Linked DNA regions of Arabidopsis thaliana: region 1 is linked to region 2. Evidence: chromatin contacts called from public targeted proximity ligation data. All regions are on one chromosome and are shown on one strand. The core of a region is the stretch at or near the end of the contact, and the rest is flanking DNA. Distances in the headings are between cores, read along the strand shown. Region 1 holds the start of AT4G24780 (Pectin lyase-like superfamily protein). Region 2 holds the start of MOS1 (modifier of snc1).

Evidence for each region.
Region 1: a targeted proximity ligation map of shoot shows a contact between it and region 2, with 11 read pairs.

Annotation. Positions count from the first base shown.
Region 1 is chr4:12,771,015-12,774,418 of TAIR10.1, reverse strand. It overlaps AT4G24780 (Pectin lyase-like superfamily protein), which reads left to right and starts at 1,981. Exons shown (of 3, transcript NM_118611.3): 1 at 1,981-2,307; 2 at 2,587-3,336. The coding sequence starts at 2,192.
Region 2 is chr4:12,730,447-12,734,218 of TAIR10.1, reverse strand. It overlaps MOS1 (modifier of snc1), which reads right to left and starts at 1,720. Exons shown (of 10, transcript NM_001341692.1): 1 at 1,353-1,720; 2 at 766-834; 3 at 184-264; 4 at 56-100. The coding sequence starts at 794. TAR2 (tryptophan aminotransferase related 2) reads left to right here and starts at 2,888. Exons shown (of 6, transcript NM_202879.2): 1 at 2,888-3,165; 2 at 3,513-3,772. The coding sequence starts at 3,525.

The DNA of each region.
Region 1 (3,404 bases), core at 732-3,231, 40 kb before region 2:
TTACATTACATGTCCCACAAATCACTTTCCCTCCCATGCTTTTCCACTTCCACCTATCATTACCAACACCTATTACCTAAAGGACTTTAAGCCAGAGAGTTTTCAAATCCCGTACCGTGATTGGTGCACTATGAAGTGGAAAGGAATACGATGAAAAACAAACTGTTTTCTCAATACATTTTCACCGACACCAATCATGAAGCAAATAGCTGCAATTAATTTTTTCTACGTTTTAAGACAAGAATATATATTAAACTACTTATTTTCTTCTACATCTTAATTAAGTAGTTAGTATTCTTACAAACACTTCTGATTATCATTTTTGTGTTCAATATATAAACTCCTTTCTATTTAAAAAATTCCCTCAACACTATAATATCATTCAGTCCCTATCTAAAAGTTAGGTGTCCATAGAGATATACGGATATTGAAATTTAAATGATATATGGCGGAGATCATGCAAGGACAATTATCTTCAATAGAATCATTACGACTTATTAAATGTGTGTTCCCGACATTTTATTACATGATTCTACTGTTTTCTTTCTCATCATCTCATTCCATTATTTGTTTTTCTATTTGTGTTTCTAGATTACTTGACATGTACGTTAAATCATTTATCTTCCTTTTCCCTTGATATCCCACTCGAATGACATGTTGCTGTAGTACTATTACTATGGTTGGAAATCTTATTTCTCTGAATAATAAAAGTTTATATTCAGATAACTGCTATGATACGTAAACTTTCCAATGGTTATTTAATTTTGTTTTGCAATTAATATATGCAACTATAAGTAAAGCCTAGTGAATTCTTTGGATCGGAGTTATATGCTATGTGCTAATAATACAAGGAACCCCGCAATATTGATATAAAATTTACCAAACTGTATCCCACACTTTAAAAGTTGTCATCATACTTTATGTGAATGCAATAGGATCCAAATCGTTTGGGGAAGATTTTACATTTTAAATTCTTATATTCCGCAAGTGCCCAATGGTGCCGCACGAATTATTTAGTGTATCAAACTATTGGTAGGAGCAATTAGTAAAGCATATACAGTGCAACAATCTATTTAAAAGTATAGAAATATCTAACTAAAACATATTTTGAAGATTCCCTCGTCCTCCAATCGTCTTCCATCATCGAAATATCCCTTTGAAGAGCTAAGAAACTTGGTGGGAACAAATGATGCTATTCGATAATTTTCTTCGATTCTATGGTATATTTGGAAAGATTGGAACATAATTAATATATATATCCCACTTGATGCATAAAGAATGTTGTTTAAGAAACGGAGTTCTGAGGTAACTGACTGACAAGTGCTTCGACTCAACCATTACTACTTACCAAATCCACGGCTCTTGGCATACCCCATACACGCTTAGTGGATATGGTTGAATCGCTAGTTCCCACCACCAGCTTCTTTATCTTGACTTAAAAGAGGGCACGTCGATGTCTTCCTCCCCTACACGACAATGTAGAACATGCATGTTCAAACAATTTGCAAATGGAAGATATATTGGAAATTTGTGAAAGGCCATGAGGTAGATACACAATTAAATTCATGAGTTCATAGGTCAGAACAAAGCTGAAGCATGTTCTACATGCCCAATCAAGAAAAAGTCAAACTTTTCTCAATGCCGACTTTACTGTTCTAAAATGTATGAAAATACACATTAATATACAATTATAAATACATGCAAATATATATTGTTATAAACTATATAATGGTTACTTGATATGGATCCTTATACTTAACTAACTTAACACCAACTCCCTGGATCTATAATGTATATATTGGGCTAAACAGGTCATGTGGAAGTTATTTGAAAAGTACACCATATCGACCTAATTAGATTGGAGGCTTTTTATTTAGTTTTTTGTCAACAATTAGATTTGAGTAACGGATGTAACCATATTATTTGTTCCTACCTCCTAGGCATTATTATAGTATAAGGTTTTTTTTTAACTAAAGATGATTTAAAAAAAAAAAAGTGGGACCTAAACCTTAAAAATTCCAATAACAAATAGTATAGAGGTCCTTTTTCTCTTTATATAAACCCCCAAAATTTCCTCTTCTCTGTATTCTCCACTCAATACTTATTTCCTCTGTCTTCCTTCGCTTCCCTCTTCTCTCACCACAATCCGAGAGAGAGACAGTACTGTAATCCAAGTGAGAGAGAGAGAGAAATGAAAATGCAGACGAAGAAGCTCTTTATCACCATTGTCTCCTTTCTTCTCTATGCTCCATTGTTCTTATCTTCACCAGTTCCTGACCCTGAATCTGTCGTTGAAGAAGTTCACAAGTATGAATCTTTCATCTTTTTTCCTTAACCCTTCCTTCACATTTACTTGAAACCCACTTCTCCTTTAAATTTCTGCTTTTTATGGAAACCCAATTTGAGCCTAGCGTTACAAAGTTGTCGCCTTTACAAACCAATTTGAGCATAGTGTTACAAAGTTCTCACCTTTACAAACCAATTTGAGCATAGTGTTACAAAGTTCTCGCCTTTACAAAAATGGGACCATTTTGAAAAGTCTCTGTTTTTCTAACAAAAGTTTGCAATGTGTTTGTGTTGTTGCAGGAGCATTAATGCGTCGGTTGCAGGAAGAAGGAAGTTAGGTTACCTCTCATGTACGACCGGTAACCCAATCGACGACTGTTGGCGTTGTGACCCTCACTGGGAGCAACACCGTCAACGTCTCGCTGACTGCGCCATTGGATTCGGCAAAAACGCCATCGGTGGCCGTGACGGTCGGATCTACGTGGTCACCGACTCAGGAAACGACAACCCAGTTAGCCCCAAGCCCGGAACTTTAAGACACGCCGTGGTCCAAGACGAGCCACTCTGGATCATCTTCCAACGAGACATGACGATTCAGCTCAAAGAAGAGCTAATCATGAACTCATTCAAGACCATCGATGGCCGTGGTGCTTCCGTACACATCTCTGGTGGGCCTTGTATAACGATCCAGTACGTGACCAACATTATCATCCATGGGATTCATATCCATGATTGCAAGCAAGGTGGCAACGCTATGGTGCGGAGCTCTCCACGGCATTTCGGGTGGAGAACGATATCGGACGGTGATGGTGTCTCTATCTTTGGAGGAAGTCATGTTTGGGTTGACCATTGTTCGTTCTCTAACTGTGAAGATGGACTTATTGATGCTATCATGGGCTCGACGGCTATCACTTTGTCTAACAATCATATGACACATCATGATAAGGTCATGTTGCTTGGTCATAGTGATACTTACAGTCGTGACAAGAATATGCAAGTTACCATTGCTTTTAACCATTTTGGTGAAGGCCTTGTCCAAAGAATGCCCAGGTAAATAAAAAATCACTTTGTGTTAGTAGTTAATGTGATTGTGACCATGGATATAGATTAATTTTGGG
Region 2 (3,772 bases), core at 471-2,970:
ATTTGAGGACGAAAAAGAATGAGGGAAATAGCATCTCAAACAGGTACAAACTTACTTTGGAACAATTTCTACATTTGGGTCAAGGCCTTGGTTCTCTAACCTTAAATTCAGAAGAGAAGTGTTCAGGGAACGAGATTATACATATATATGAAGTCTAAATGTGATCATGCGCTCATCAAATACCTTTGGCTTGGTAAGTTAATCGGTTTTGGAACAGCAACCTTTCCCAATATAGTCATGCCACTTCTTCTTGTAGTACCCCATCTGCTAATATCCAGCACATGTAATTTCTCATCATCACCACAGAGGATACAAAGCTCTTTAAGTGTAAATGAGCAAAGTATAAATGATTATACAATTTATTAAAAAAACGATCAGCTCTTTACATATGTTTTCTACACACATTTTACAACTTTCCCTTCTTTTAATCTAAATGGTGATGTTGGCATGTTGCAAATCAATAATAATGTTGAATAAAATTATTACAAATACATGGTGAATGTCTATCATGCAAGCAAGCTCTTTCAAAGAAAGAAAAACCACACCCTGAGTTTCCTTCTATACCCCAGGCACATATAGTGATTCTATATTTTAACAACAGTTGGAATATACAGCACAACGAAAACAAGTAATTCATATGAAGAAAAGGCCAAATCAAAAGAAAAATCATGCAAGTAACGTGCAAAGAGGCCAATATATAACCCATAATCCAGTATAAAAACATAGAAAAGTTCATGACAAAGATAAAGTTGAAAGAAGAGAAACCTTCGATCTCCTGTCGTGCTAGAGGTCATTATAAAAGCAGCTACACGATCCAATTACACCACTTGAAACCTGTAAGTCACATACAGAATCAGATTCACAAATGAAATTTGAAGCTCAAATCCCAAAGAATCAAACAAGACCGACACTGAAGAACTATTGCTATAACACTGCTACCGTGAAATGTGTTGCAGAATCAGACTGCCTATACAAATTCTCCAACATGAATTGAAATACTTTCTAAAATTCACCATCATAACAGAAAGACAATGTTCGACAATCAAATTGGTACAGAAACCTAAAAGTATGAAAGATCGTCAAACTGCGGAATCAAAAGAGGTTCCAGACTAAATGACCGCAATACTAAAAAAACAATTGACGTATTCCCAGAATGTTGACAATTTCGCAATCAACTTGCTAGAACAACAACAGCAACAAAAAAAGAGCTCTGAAACATACAAATGTCTCCAGAAATGTCAATCAAGCTCTACAAAAGGACCCAAATTACTTCAAAATGCGATAATTCTATAAACTCATCACTCGATTCCTCTGGAATACAAAGGGGAAAAAAAGGTAGAGAAGAAACTGACCAAAGGGGATTATAGAGAAAATCTGCTCTCTTTTTTTGAATAGAGAGGGGGGGTCCTCGCAAACCCTAGATATTAATTGTGAGAATCGAACGAAGAGGGTGCAGATCGGATGTGTTCCTGGGCGATGAGGGAAAAGGAAGAAGGGGAAGATGAAGGAGAAAAGGAAGGATCTGTGGGAGAAAGAAGAAAGTGATGATGATTGATGAAGATGAAGCTTATTACGACGACGTTCAACGGATTGGTTGAAAGAGGAGAAAGCGTCGAAGTTCAGGGCTGCACGGTTTTACTCAGCTTTTCCTCTCTCTCTTTTTTTTTTTCCTGTGAATTGTAAAATGAATGCCGATTAAAATAAAATAGAGCGAATAAAGGATCACCTATCTCCAAAAAACAAAAATATATATATAAATTAAAAGAGTAGTATTATTCATTAACATCATTTATATATTTACCTACCCATTTTAAAAGATAGCCATAGTTTGACAAAAAAAAAAAAAAAAAGGATAGCCATAAAAACAATACTTAACAAAATAGTTTCCTTTCTTTTACATTTTACGAATGTTAAAAATGGGGGAGAAATTGAATTATGTGGTAGGTTCACTTCTTCATTTTAAGGACATGTTTAGGGAAGTAAGACGATGGCAGGCATGATCAAATGAATAAGGTTTTTTGGGTAATGCTTATGTTTATCTTCCAAACCTCTCATGTTTCTTTGTGGAGTACACTCATTCTAAGGAAAGATCATATATTAATCCGGTGTTTTGTAATCGAGGGTTGGAAGTGTTCGTACATGCACTGTGTACATGGTGCTAGAGGATGATCTTGAGCGGATTTGAGCTCAACGCTAGCTTATTTTTTTTCAAATTTTAAAATTTTGTGTAAATTTTATATACAGAAGATTTTAGATAATGCATAGTTTGATTTTTATTAATTTATTACGAGTAGTCTTAGCATATTTTAAATTTTCGTGCTTTTCTCCAAATTGATACTTAAGAGTTAGAGAGAAAGCCAACAAACTTAAGAAAGTTAGAGAACGAGACACTTGAATGCTTACAAATGATGATCCCACCCCATTTTATACAACTTCACCTTTGATAGAATCATATTCAATAAACAGTAATGTATGAAAAGAAAACAAAAAAACAAATATACTTGAACAATGACCAAATATAATAAACCTCTTGGATCCAGCCCATATGATCTTTGCTAAACTCTTGAACAATTTGGGCCGTGGCAATATGTAGATTTTGGTCCATGGATCATTTATCTATTTTAATGTTACCCTTGCAGAGATTATTTTCTTCTCTTTGTTACTTTCACAATCAACACCCCAAAATATGTTATTACAACAATTTCACCCTAAATCGTTTTGTCCAAATGTGTAAATTACACTAAACATATATAGGGCAAAATATTACATAGTCAATATAATGAGCCTTAAGCTAATCTAATTAGATGTGAAAACAGAGAAGTGACGTAAATCTAGAAAATATTGTTACACATAAAGCATTCACCAGTCTTGTACTAGTAAACAGAGATCCTGAATAAATTCAGTGTCTCACTCGGTTCATGTACTGTCGTTTCCAAGGTCTGCCATTGACAAACCGAAAAGCTGAAACTCTTCACGCCAAAGCCAAAATACAATAACTTTTTCCCAATGGGAAATATCTTTTATCGTGGAGAGAAACAAACAAAGAGCTTCGACCTAATTACACATTCTTCTTTTTCAGTTTACATATAAAAAGCCTTCTAGCGATCCTTTCACTGTGGCCAATTTGTTCTGTGACCTTTTGATCCTCTGCCTGCAATTCTACAGGTATTTTGATAGGTAGTCTCAGTTTAGAATTTGTCTACTAGGATTAAAAATTCAATTTCTTAAAATCGTGATTGGTAATATTTATGAGTTAAGTACATGAGTTAGGTTCGTAATCCAATATAAACACATTGTTATACATACCTTTATCTCTTGAGATTCTTCAAGGGTTATTTTAATCTCTTACAAAAATCATAACTTCGAATATCAGCCAAAAAAAGGATCAGTCTCGTTGGACACCACTTGTTTGTTTCCTTTGTTTTTTTTAAAAGAGGTCTTTATCCAGCTATCCCACTCTGCTCTTCTTCTTTAAGCATTTTGCATTCTTGTTTCTTGGTTTTGTGTTTTAGTTTTGAGAGAAAATGGGACAGATTCCGAGGTTTCTTTCTTGGAGGAATATGTTGGTCCTCTCGTTGGCCATCAACTTCAGCTTGATTCTAAAGATTTTGAAGGGTGATAGAGAACGAGGAGATTCATGGGACAGAACAGCGTATGTTAGCATATGGCCCGTGGTATCCACCACGGCTTCAGAATCTTCTTCGTTGTCTTCAGCATCTTGCAACTATAGCAAGATTGAAGAAGACGATGATAGAATTATCAATCTCAAATT